Linked DNA regions of Anas platyrhynchos: region 1 is linked to region 2. The links are chromatin contacts, called in public Hi-C maps. All regions are on one chromosome and are shown on one strand. Each heading gives the region's core, a stretch centred on a gene start, on an enhancer-like site or on the middle of the called end of the contact. The rest is flanking DNA. Distances are from core to core; before and after follow the strand shown. Region 1 holds the start of DYNLT3 (dynein light chain Tctex-type 3). Region 2 holds the start of PRRG1 (proline rich and Gla domain 1).

Region 1 (7,082 bases), core at 1,440-3,939, 170 kb before region 2:
TCTCAAAAGCTGATTTAATGCTCTCTAAAGGAGAATGCAGGCTAGCTGGATGCCTGGTAGATGTTACCTAATGTGTTATTGATCCAGAGAAGGTGATTCCAAAACCAGGTCTGCTTCAGTGCTTTATTACTCATACTTGGATTTCCTCCCCCCCTAATATTTAACAAAAACCTCTCTTACTCTCTTAGTTCAAATTAAACCCATTATTTCTTGTCCTATCTTTTGTCATATATTGGCCTGTTAATCATTTTTCACTAAATTGCTACACACTGGGACACCTACAAGAAAGACTGGGGAAAAGATATAAACCAAATGCAGTTCCTCCACAAATCACATTTTCTAAGCTTCCTTTCAGTCTTGCTGCCTTCAGGAGGAATTGTTTTTGTGTCTCTGTCCTGACACCACACTGGGCAGAGAATTACATTTGATGCCTGGCAAACACTGAGAACCACATAATTGCCTTCTGTGCCTTTCATGATATTCTTCAATGTATTTAGTTTTTTCTAACATCATACTTCGCTTCCCATTTACTGAAATTCCTGCAACATTACTGCCTAGCCAATTAGTCCCCATTTTGCATCTGTGCGTTTGATGTTGGTTTTAGATAGTAGTTTTTATTTTTTATGAGATTCCTTCTTGTTGATTTCTCCAGCCTATTCAGTATTCGTAATTTTGATCCTGTCAGTCAACATGCTTGTAACTTCTTTCAACATGCTGTCATTAAAAAGCCTTCATAAGCATCATTTTTATTGCATGATTCCAGTTATTGCTGCTAATGCTGATTAGCTCTTGGGGAGGGGAAAAAAAAAATAAAAGGTCTTCTGGTGTTTATTTCTCTTACTTTGATAACCCTTCATTAGGGTTACCTTTTCCCTAGATGATAGATTCTTACTTCAAGTGAAATTTACGTGTGAGAGCATAACAAGACACATTCACTACATAATAACATGCCTACTATTTACTTCCCCCTCATCCATTAAACCATTTGTCCTCCCAAAGATTACAATCAGATTGTTTGACATATACTCTTGATAAATCTGTGCTGGCTGTTTGGGGGTGACATTGGGTGTTTATTTGTAAACACTTCCTGGATTAATAACTTGTTCTGCCATTTTATAACCTAATAGCTCCCTGGGTATTGAGCTGAGCCTGACAGATCTCCTGCTGTCCTTCTGTCTGTAAATGGCAGAGGGGGGGAAGAACGGGCCTTTTTTTTTTTTTTTTTTTTTTTTGCATTGGGACATCAACACAAACATGCACACACACGTCAGTCATTCAGGAACCTGATTTTTCATGGAATCTGCTAAGATGATTGTTACAAAGAAGGTATTTCTCTGAGTATTTCTAAAGAGAGCTGAAAATGGTTAGCAGCTGGTTTCATTTGATAGTGTACTGCACGTCAAAGATACAAAGATCTCTGAAAATACAGAGGATAAAAAAAATGAACAAGATCCAAGGCTAAGTCCTTTTTAGTGCTGTTAGCTTTTTCTCCTGGTTGCCAGTGCAAATACAACATGGGCTTCCACTAGCTTTTATTTTTTTAAAAATAAACACAAAATTTTATCCCTAGTTTTGAACCAATAACACATAAAAAGATATTTTGTTTTACTTGTAATAGCTGCATATCGTGAAAGCCCAGGAAAATATTGTGCAAGTCAGCACAGAAAAAACTTTATACTGAAGGAGATTTTTTTATGCCCCCCCTCCCCAATGATTACATCCATGTGTGCTTCTTCATAAAGATCTGCTTTTAAAGAGATTTACTCTTCATGTTCAGCCTTCTCATCCTACTATACCCATTAGCAAAAATTAAATGTGAAAGCCACCTTCAAAACAAGGCAATATAAAAACGTTTAGCTTTGTTTCCCCCTGTACTGCCATGTTTCAGAGTTTTTCCAATTAGCGTACAATTAACACTGAACAAGAGGCACTCTTTTATGCACGTATATTTCCAAATATATGCCACCAAAACTGAAAGTAGAAAGGATGCAGCCTTGGCCTCCTATCTCACCTTCAGTCTGGTTTAGAAAGACGAGAACAGTATCAGAGGGGGCAATAAAAAAACAAAGAGCTTCCCCCCAAATGGCAGAATAAACCCCCCGTAACTTGAAAAATCTGCACTGATAGTAGGCCTCTTTCGTGTTCCCCAGGCAACTTCATGGGGAGAGAGAAGACCCTATTTTTTTACACCTGTTTTTATAGTGAGTATTTCTTTATTATAAAGTGGAAGAACCGCTCATTGCAAGTCACCATTACTAAAACGTACTGACAGCTTTGTGTCAGACACTTTGCACTGATCCACAAACAGGGAGGGGGCATAAAAACACGATTGCTCCTCAGCAGGAACTTCTCCTGTTGCATGCCCTGTGCCTCGAGCTCCTTATGTTCACCACAAGGGGGATATAATATATATAATATTAGAGCTAGGAACAAGTATTTCACTGCCTTTATGGCGAAGGCACCAGGATGAGGCGTGCTGCCGCCCTGTATGGCCGCCGGGGACACAGCCGGGCAGGGCAGGGAAGGGCAGAGCAGGACATGATATGTTATGATATGTCGAGATATGTCGTGATATGTCATGGGAGGGCAGGACAGAGCAGGAGAGCTCCAACTCGCCCACGCAGTGCCCCTGCAGCCCCTCAGCCACCTCAGGCCCCGTCCCCGCCCCGCCCCGCCATGCCGCCGGCCCCGCAGCGCCCCCCGCCGCCCGCCTCATGGCGCCGCCGGCACCGCCCCGCCGAGGCGGAGCCGCGCAGGACGCGGAGGAGCCGCCGCTGCCGGAACAGCCGCCGCCTGTGCCGGGGCCATGGAGGACTTTCACCCCCACAACGACGAGGTAGGGGTCCCCCTGCCGGGGCTCGGGGCTGGGGCTTCGGCTCGGCCCTGCCCGTGCCGGCTGGGGTCTGGGGCTGCCCTGCCGGGGGTCCCCTCTCGCCTCTCTGCAGCCGCCCGCCTCCATTACGGCCGCTCTGGCCCTGAGGCTTCTGCCCTCGCCCGGTTTGCCACCTAACTTCTTGTTTTGGGGAATATCCTGACATATGGCATAGGCAGTGGTGGTCTTTAATCTCCGTGGGAAGCGCAAAATCAAGTGGTTTGTGGGCACGCTGAGGAGCTTTTTGGACCCACTCAAAGGTCGCTGGCAAAACAACGCTAAATAACAGGCGTGTAGTGCTGGGACTAAAGTGGGGCTTTAAAACTGCATTATGTGTTTTCTTCTCTGTCAGAAATAAAAAATAATTAATTTCTGTTACAGATGATCTTCAACGCTGACGAGGCCCACAACATAGTTAAGGAGGTAGGTGTTAGCCATTTAACCAACATGTTGTGATTTCAAAGAGACTCTTTCCCTTACTTCACAATACAGTGAAAAGAGAAACTGTCAATTAACCACACCAGATAAATTCAAATTTACACAAAACATAAACTACTATTAATACCAAATTATGCAGAGCTTCATTTGGAACTGCTTTAAGCTTCATCTAGTTACCATCCCCAACTACCTAGTGGGGAGAAGGTGGCAGAGAGAAGGGAGAAACAGTTTGCATTACATTGGAAAGACAAGGGATGACAGCCACAGGTTGCATGGGGAAATTTATTATATTTTTTGTTTTCCTTTATCCAGCTAGAGAGTAGATAATCACTAGGGCAGGATGCACAGAGCTTGTGAAGTCTCCATCCTTAGATACTATAAAAACGTGACTGGACAAAGCCTCATCAACCTGCTGAAACTTGGAAGTTTAGCCTTGGCTTGAGCAACAGGTTGGTCTACATGAGGTTGTTAACTATCAATTTAAAAAATATATATATTTTTACACGAAAAGAGCAGGCTGAGAATGAGTAGCCTGATGGTCCAAAATAAATGCCAGGTAACTAGAAAGTGAGTAATGAAGAGCCCTTGGCATACAGATGATTGTCAGGTTTTACAGGGAAATACCATTTTTATAAAGAAATTTCTAGAGGGACCCTGCAGGTCCTTTCCTACCTGCCCTGTCAGGAAAGGAAAGGATTGTATTTCTAGAGCTGCTCCGGGTCATAACAGCAAGCTCTTAGATGTCAGGTAAATGACAGTTCAACCCCTTATATAACTGTCCCTGCCTTGAAAGGCCAGACAGGTTCTCTTTATTTTTACATCTGATGCTGGGAGTAAAGCCAAGTGTTTGTACCTCTGATTTAAGGCTTAACTGGAGCTGGAGAGTTCTGGCATTGGATACATTTCTGGAAAAGACCAAAATACCTGAAGGGATCACTAAGCATCCTTGTTCCTCTCTTACCTTCTGCTCTATGTTTGTTTCCATTGAGTCATTGTCTAGCTTTATACAATGTGATCAGAATTAATTGAGGTTTGTGGGATCTGAGGCACAAATCTCTTACACAGCCTGTTAGTGGGTGGTGAATGCACACGATTTATGCTACTGAATCAAAGGAGAACATAGTTGTATTTTACATACCTATTACAGATGTACATTTCTTTACACTTTCATATTGAGAAATTCATTTTCCACCAGCATGTAATTCTGAATTTCTTTAGGAGTAAAGAATGAAATTTAAGAGTTACATTTATAGTGCAGGTATTCTGTTGTTTGGTCACTTTAAGTTTAAGCAAGTATATTGCTTAGAGACTCAGACAGGTTGGCCTGCCCTAGTGACATTATTGATTAGGGTAGTACAATTTCCATTACAGCAGCATCTGAAAGCTGAGCTGCAGTAGGCAGTCATTGAGAATGGTGGAATGTGTTGGTATTTTCATCGGTAAATGGATCCAGTGGCTTAACTTGGCACTTAAAGCATATGGCTGAGGTCTTTCCTACACAAAATTTTCAGTCAGAGCCTCATTTTTCTCCACATAATAATGTAGTAAATGTATATTAAAAATAATTTTCCAAGAAGGCTCATTTTACTTCCCATTCAGTAACTGATATGTGATGAGCTGAAGTGATTTAAAGTAATCCAATTGCCAGATAAAATTCTCAGATTATGTGAGGCCTTTTAAACCTTTACGTTTTTAAGTATCATATATTTACTGTAACTTTTTTTTTTCTCTATTACAGTGCATAGAAAGTGTCTTAGGCAAGGCAGATTATAATCACAACAAAGTCAACCAGTGGACTGCAGCTATAGTAGAACAGTCGCTGACACATTTGGTAAAGCTTGGGAAAACATACAAGTACATTGGTAAGTAGAAGTAACCATACTTTTATCCCCATACAATCACAGTCAGTAATTGTGGAAAGGTTTGTTCCAATGTAGTGCTATATTCAATAAATAACATAACCTGTAAACAAAGAACAGATACTTGAACTCTTCTGTTATACAGATTTTTACTAATTGCTGTGGTAAAACTACAGCAGTTTTATTTGTGCTAAGGATGCTGTCAACACTTAGCACAGAAGATGCTAAGGTGTTACATGGTCTTCCCTGACTCTTAAGCAACCCCAGAACAATTATATCAGTATTTTGGTATCAGTTCAGGAAATAATTGCTTTATCTTCAGTTAATTTTAATGTGATTAAGCTTCTTAAAAATACAGACATTTAAAAGATTTTCAGTTCTGTAAGGTACTTCATGTCCCATTATTTTTATATGCATTTCCACAGAAGAGAAATTGAGATAATTGCAGGTTCAAAATGCTCTGGTCCTTTTTTGGAGTGTTGATATAATAGCAAAAGTTTGCCCTGTGTTTTGGTTTTGAAAGTCATGAATTCAGACTGTCATTGGTTTTACAACAATTAGAGGTCAGTTTAGAAATGCTTTATCACTGGAGCGTGGTTTCAGAGAACAGACAAAAGTAATTTTGGGAAACAATTCTCATCAGGTGTGACTTCTGTTGTACCTGTGAGGACAGCACATGCAATCCAGTTCTGAGGCACACCTGACATGAGCCATGTCTAAGCAGTTTAAAAGATAAAAAGCATAATCCTATTAAGAAGCATTTTGTTAAAGCTATTGTCTTTATATGAGTAAAGATAATCATGAAATGAATACCAAGTTCTTGAGGAGAACATTGGGAGTGACAGAATTGTCAAAATAGGTGTTGACTTAGCTGAACGCTGACTGCCAGTCATTTAAAATCATAGTGTGAGCTTGAAATTGTAAATAATTCACCTCTTCTGCTTTAAAGTCCTGATTTTGTGACTGTATTTTTCAGTAACCTGTGCAGTGATGCAGAGGAGTGGAGCTGGTCTACACACAGCAAGCTCATGCTTCTGGGATACCACAACTGATGGTAAGCTTCCTCACTCAGATGAAAAAAGTTGTGGCAAAAGAAATGCTACCTGTTGCTCAACTGTAATAGTTCAGCTGAATGTTTTGGAGGAGTGTTTACAGAAGCAGTAGCTTCCAGAACTAGACCCTTGTTTACGATCCCAGGGGAAATGTTTTGTTAACAATCAGCGCTTGCATTAGGAGTGACTGCTTTGCAGATGGTACGAAGCAAATGTAGAAATGCCTTCATTGTGAAACAAACCAAAAAAAAAAATCTCTTCAGTAATTGTAGATCAGTTGAAGAGGCAATAAAATGTTCAAGGTAAATGTAAGCATGTAGTCCTAAACATATCTGACTGCTGTAAACAGACAGTGCTACTCTGAAGGAGAACAGAAGTTGGTTTAAAAAAAAAAAGTTTAACTACAGTGTGTGTTTCAACTGCCTAACTATCAGGTAGTTTATAGGCTTTTGATGCTCTTCAGTGTATCTAAAATAGTTCTAAATGCATTTTTCCCAGGTTCAGGGTATCATGAGGAAAATAGATTAAAATAGTCTTCTGTCTGTCATAGACTCAGAATGGTCTGTTTAGAAGAGGATACCAATATATAACTTAAAAATAGAGATTGAATTAGAAAGTCAACTGTGGTTAAAACAAAAATCATTGAGTGAAATTATGTGAACAAGTAGTTTAATCTTCATGTTTTCTTGGTTTGTAAAGCTAAGATATGTTGATAATTGATATACATTGAAATAAGAGGAAAAATACAGAAAGTAAATAAACTAGAATGTATTGGATCCAGACTTTTCCTCTTGATTTTTTGTGAGATTATCTTGACAATTTCAATATCAGATTTTCAAGGATTTTTGCAAATCCAGCTTT
Region 2 (6,361 bases), core at 3,060-5,559:
ATAATAAATTAAATTTGGTTTAGAAAGACTGAAATCAAATACCATTTTGCATTTTAAACACTTGCAATTCTGTAAAAATTGCTAGAAATGCAGAAGTGGAATACTTCAACAGTATTTCTTTTCAAAGAGTGCAGACACAGTTTTCCTATTTTTATATTGCTTTCCTTTAGCAAGAGGGCTGTGTGTCTATCTGGGGTTTCCTCATGTCCTCTAGCCCATTGGTCCTTTTCAATCACCTAGTACAGAACAGTAGAAAAGTACAGCTGTATTCACAAAAGTTTTCCCCAAAAAAGCAAACCAGCATAGAGGATGGAATCATTTTGAACACCGTAACTCAAGAAAAGACTTGAAGTTACCATCGAAATAAACACCACAGTAAAGCTTTAAGTCACAGCCTATCATCGATCAACCACATGGCATAAATCCATAGAAAACAAAGCCACATGAGTTCCAGTAGTCACAAAACCACCAGTAACACAGCATACACACAAAGCATTTCTGATACTTTCCAGCACCGTGGAAACACTAGAGCACCTCCCAGAACTAGAACAATAAAACTATTGATAATCTCCTACTTCTTAGAAAGTGATTCAGTACATTACACATTCGGCTTATGAGTAGGAAGCATGCAAAAGTACGGAACAAAACCAATTCTGAACAATTTTGGCTTTAAAAATCAGTTTTAAAAGATTTAGGGCAAGAAAAATGTTGAAGTCACTTAAACACTGACATGCCAAATTAATGTGCAAAATTAAGCATATTTGAAGATATGATTTATCTTAGTTATGTCGAGAACACACAGAGTTAAAATAGTTAATTGTTGAAAACTTTATTGCAACAGAAAGGTCCTCTACCAGCATCTACACATCTAACATTTGTTCCTTGAAGATTTAAAAGGTGGCAGTGGGAGGTGTTCCCCCTACCCCTACAAGCTGTACACTTACCCCAGCACCTAAGGAATGTGGGAGAGGAGTCTTCTAATGCAAACAAATAGATCACTGATATATATATATTTTTTTTTTAATTTGGTTAATTCTGTTTACATTTACATAAGAAATACACTGCAGGAGGCAATGGAGAACATTCCCAGGATTTCTGCCCACCAGCAGCTGCATCTCCACTTTTTGTATTTCTTTGTAGATCATTTCACCTGCCCAGAAATTTCATCAAACCTTTGCCAAGAGTTCCTGAAGACCAGCCATAGCGAAATTGCTTTGACATTTCATTTCTTCCAAGACAACACAGATGTGGCAAGCTTGTAGCTGGTCATGTCTTTATAGCTTGGCATGAAGGGCCTTTCCATTAAGGACGAGTGTGTTCACCTCGCTCCTCACTTGGACTTTGCTCCCCCAGACCTATTCACCAGGTCCTTGCCCCTCTTAAAGATCCTCCTTGTGCCTTCCCCTCTGTGCAGCTTGCTGCTGCTCTCTCAGGATGTCAGCAGAGAAAGTTACTGAAATGCTGATGCTTTGCTAAGAGTCCACATACATCAATCCCAAATGAAGCTGCTGTCCGGGCAGGTGGTCCCCCCCACAACAGCCTGCTCCCTCCCATGAGCCAACACCATGGGGTTTGGCTGGTGGCCCTGTGGCCAGCAGGCCAGAGCTAGCCCAGTGGAAATCCTTCTGCGTGTGTGTGAGCCCACAAGTCACTTTGACTTTCCGTTTTAAAGCAAATCAGCTCCCTGGCCCAGCTGACTGCACACTACTGGGACTACTACTGGGGAGGTGGTCAAAACGCAAAACCTCACAGGGATGGAAGGAAAAAGCAAGAACTCTTGTCTTCAAGCAGCAGGGCACACTCAGATCTGTTAAGCTGCTTACAAAGCCACGCACTTGGTTCCCCAGCCTAAGCCATGCCTTTATGTTGCTGCTGCCCACTGCCCTGATAAGCAGCAGCAGCAAACAGAAAATAGCACAGCGAGTCCGTTTCACGTCTGACACTCAGACTGCTCAGCTGTACTGAAAGAAAATGTCAAGGGCTGTGCTAATTTCAGTTGCCGCAGGACAAATCTATAGGAAGATGGGCAAGAGTTTGCTAATGATACTGCTGCTGAGACCTCTTTCCCTCAGCAGTGAGAAGGGGGACAAGGGAAAAAAGAACAACCAGGAAGGTGCTTCTCCTCTCCCAGCTTTAGCAAATAGCTTGGAGAGTAAGACTCTACAAATAAGAGCTGAAAAATACACACAAGGTCAGTAAATAGCACACCGATAAACCTGAAGGCACAGGCAGGTGCAGAAGTTCACGTCTGATGAATGTCCCTGTCTGGCAGCATTCCTATAAACCACCTAACAAAAAACCCATTGAGCTAACAAATTCATGCTTTTTGAGCCCAAAAGGAATAATTCTTCCATGTTGAGTATTAAACACATAGAAATATGGCTAATCATAACAGATACTACACACTAGGCAGTTAATTTAGAGACAGGGATTTAAGGAGGAATTGGTGTAAACTGATCCTTGAAATTGATTCATGGAATTTATTATGACACTATAGGGAAGCAAAGAGCTCAGAGGAACAGGAATATCCAGAATTACAACAATAGCAGATAATGTCTTGCTGTAAACAAAATACATCTCATATATTCTACAGTTCTGTGAAAAAAAAGAAGTTCTGCAGTTTCAGGCAAGAAAACGAACTATGCTAACCTATTCCAATGTTACCTTTCACATGTCTTCCCTCCGTGTTTTAGTATTACTTAACCTGACCACTGCTGGAGTAATCTTATTGGAGCAGACTGACCGCTATGCTGAAAAACCAGAAGTATGTTGAGTGGATAATCATAAAACACGAGATGCCAACTTTCAACAGTTGTTTCAGAAGCAACGTGAGAAGGTGGGTTCAAATGCTTGAAAAGAAACCCTCCACTGAGCAGGTACACAGCACAGTGCAATGAATGAGATTTGAGTGATCTCAAGCCTCTAGGACGTCTACTCAGAAAAAAATTACACAAGGAGGCACTCTTAGTTTGAGAACAGGCAACATTTCATTTGTCACTGTATTGTTTTAGGAGTCTTTGCCCTAAATTCCAACATAATGGAGCTGGGTTGTAGAAACGTTTCTCATCAGTTTTTACGAATGTATTTCTGAAAAGGTGTGTAACTTTTACCCAAAGTAAAAAAATAATCTTTAAAAACATCTTTAAAAGTGAGCCCCAGCCTGAAACATGCATCTATCAGCTTTCAACAAATACATGACTAGTAAGCCAAAACACAGGGTGTGATTTTAGGTGGTTAGCATGCAATTTCTTTAACGCTGTTTGCGGATAGGCTTTGCTTTTGAAATGTAGCTATTTTAATAATGATATTCAGCAACCTTGGTTAAAGCACAAGTCACTTGATAATTAGTACCATCAAAACTAATGGCAAAAAGAGAATGGTATAAGCTTACTTCAAACTTTACAAGTGAGTCTCACATTTTACTGAACGGGACTGAGTAAATAGAACAAAGGTAAACAAGGAAAAGCCTGGGTATTGTCAGATTAGATTTCAAGAGGTCAAATAGTTACTGACATCTGAACTCAAACAAAAATAGCTGGCAGCAGAACAGACATGAGGTCATTTAATCCACTCCCTGACCAGTTCCGTATTATTTTCTACTGTGCACTGCAAGTACTTTTGTTTATAATGTCGAAGGGGAGAGGAAGCAAGGGATGTGGGGAGAGACGGGAGGGGAAATCAGCCTGTCTTTGGAGGCTGGAGATAAATAGACACTAGTGACATGAGCCAGACAAAGACAGCGCTCTTGAAACACAGTTGATAGGAGTTTATGAAAGGGCAAGGGAAAGCAGCAGAGAAGTTCAGAATTGAACTGAGAGCCTGAAAGCAAAAGACCTTAAGAGGATCACACACAAAAAAATATATATATATTTTTGCCTATAAGGAGCCCACCTCCTTCACACAGGAGTACAGCAACTACAAAACTCCCCCTAGACAAGGAAGCAGGGCGTGCATTTGCCAAGCGCTGAGGTGTTCAGGCGGCGATGGGCACAGACACAGGAGCATTTTATACTTCAATACTCGAAGCAGAGCAATGAACGCCGATTTGCACAGCACTCGGCGAGCAGATCGGGAGCTCAGGCACACTCCTTTCCCTTCACGCTCTCCCTGGGCAGCTCTCCCCCATCCCATCCTACCCCCTTCCATCCCCTCCCCTCCCCGCTGCCCGCCGCCCCGCACTCACCGCCCGAGGCAGGCGCGGAGCCGCCGCCGCCCCAGCGCTGCCGCTGCCCCCCGGCTCCCCGCCGCACGGCGGCGGCCGCAGGGCGCATGCGCCACGGGGAGGGAGGGGGGGGCACCTCCGCCACCCGGCCCGGGCGGAGGAGGGGGGGGCGTGGCCAATGGGAAGCCCCGCCCCCAAGAACATGGCCGGGGGGGGCTTCGCGCCCAGCGGGTGAGGGGCGGGGGCGCCGCCATGTTGTCCTCAGGGGGTTGAGGGGGTGAGGGAAAATAAATATGCAGAAAATACAGTGTTTTTCCTGCTTTATGTTGCCGCCGCCTTTGTGCTTAATGGTTTTCGGTTGATAGTGGGTTGTGATGCTGTGTCCCGCTCCTTTTTACGTTTTAACTTTATCCTGCTGGCAATCAGGAGAAAAAGGAATGGGGTAACAGCTTGGCCACGTAGATGTGTAGGTAATGGAAAGCTGAGACACGGTTTGCAATAGTTCAGGCATGTCTCTGCGTCTTCAGTGGATCTTGACTTCTAATTTAAAGTCAGCGTTTTCATATATGTCAGTTGAGACCATCAGAATTCAAATAAAAGTACTTTTACAGAATAATCTAGAAATTCAACTCCTTTGAATCAATGGCAGACGAAATACCTAGGCTCTTTGAAACTTGGCTACGGCCCTGACAACAAAAGGCCCTCAGGAGGTCCCATATAAATTATTATCTAGCCGAGTCTGTCAGGTCTATCAGACCTACATCTTTAGTACCTTCCACCAATAACAACCCAATCCAGTATCAACCAACCCTCCTCAAAAATAATGATTGCAACAGTGAGACAAACGCTATTTTTGCTTATGTTGATCATACTTTTTTGTTTTAAAAAGGCATTTCCAGTGCTATGAAGAAGGAATTCAGAGAAAACATGTATTTTTAGAACAAAAGATATACTTTAAGTTATAGGATTTTTACTACTTTTCAATACAGATAACTTCACTTTCCATTTAGAGTTTGCCTTTTGGCATGAAACACCAGATCCTCTATTTTGAATTACAGACACATAATTCACTAACCTAATGTTTTATTTATTTTCAGAAATGAAACTGTGTGGTGTAATTCAATATACATATACCAATTAGGTTCAAATGCAATAAAAATAAAAGGGCACATTATGACTCAGCTGCAACTTTAAAAATATTTTACTAAATAAATGATGGGAAAGATGCAAATTTTGGATACACTTTCTATCTTGGAGTGGAATATTCTTCAGAATGACAGATGGCCTCAAGTTTGTGCTAAAATAATACCAACTGAAATTTCCGTGGTGTGAACAAAAAATAGTAGCAGGCTCCCTTACATGACGTGAGAGTAAGATGCCTTCCTCAAAATGCTCGCATCTGGCCTTTTGCATTTTCTTGTAGGTGACGAGGACCAATTTTCATGTAAAATGCTGAATTTCTTTCTGCCTGCTACAACCTAGCACAGGTGTTTGAGAGGCAATTGTCCCTGCTGGTCAGGGAGACTGAGGATATATGGTAGCTCATTCTGTCCCTCTGACTGCATGGCAGCAGAAGCAGTCCACTCTTCTCATCTCCACCTCTTCCCTACTGCGGTGTGGAGCAGCAACACTTCTTGTTTCCTCTTTATTTCCTTTCCATGTAGTTGGCTGGAACCTGGGTTTGGCAAATTGGTGCTGCTGTTAGAGAGAATGAGGAGGAAGGCAACTGCTCTTGCATAGGGGTAGGTGTAGGCTGCTGCAGCATTTGGAGCTCAGGAGGTGCATATGGATGGGTCACAGATCTTAGATTTGACTCCCAATCCTGATGCTGCTAAGGCTGTCCCATCCTGAATCTAGAGCTTAACATATTTTTCAGCGTCTTGGCACCTGATTCTAATGCTTTGATGCCTAATGAAAAAGAACTTCCAGGAGTTCCTATTCTCTATTATTTTCATCAACCAAGACATTGGTCTGTTTTCTTCCAAATAGCCTGGTGCACATAGCAGACAAAATGAGGGACTCCCCTGGTGGTGGCTCTCTCACAGGCAAACAGACACATGAGATCTGATCCACGGACTCTAGTATGAGGAATGGGCAAGCTTTGGTAATTGTTAATTTAATCTTTAAGGAGTGAAGGAAACCCCCAAGCCATGTGGATGCCTGGAATTAAACAATTTCCCTGCAGTCTGGCTGGACAAT

The links. Hi-C and Micro-C count contacts between places; a contact is called where the count stands out from the background.
Region 1: a Hi-C map of subcutaneous adipose tissue shows a contact between it and region 2, with 2.5 times the contacts expected there. The contact joins the promoter of DYNLT3 here to the promoter of PRRG1 in region 2. A contact is called at or near these places in 2 of 8 Hi-C or Micro-C datasets (liver and subcutaneous adipose tissue).

What each region holds. Positions count from the first base shown.
Region 1 is chr1:121,898,620-121,905,701 of IASCAAS_PekinDuck_T2T, reverse strand. DYNLT3 (dynein light chain Tctex-type 3) reads left to right here and starts at 2,689. Exons shown (of 5, transcript XM_027449018.3): 1 at 2,689-2,836; 2 at 3,254-3,295; 3 at 5,049-5,172; 4 at 6,146-6,223. The coding sequence starts at 2,807.
Region 2 is chr1:121,729,714-121,736,074 of IASCAAS_PekinDuck_T2T, reverse strand. It overlaps PRRG1 (proline rich and Gla domain 1), which reads right to left and starts at 4,309. Exons shown (of 3, transcript XM_072027603.1): 1 at 4,184-4,309. The coding sequence starts at 4,271.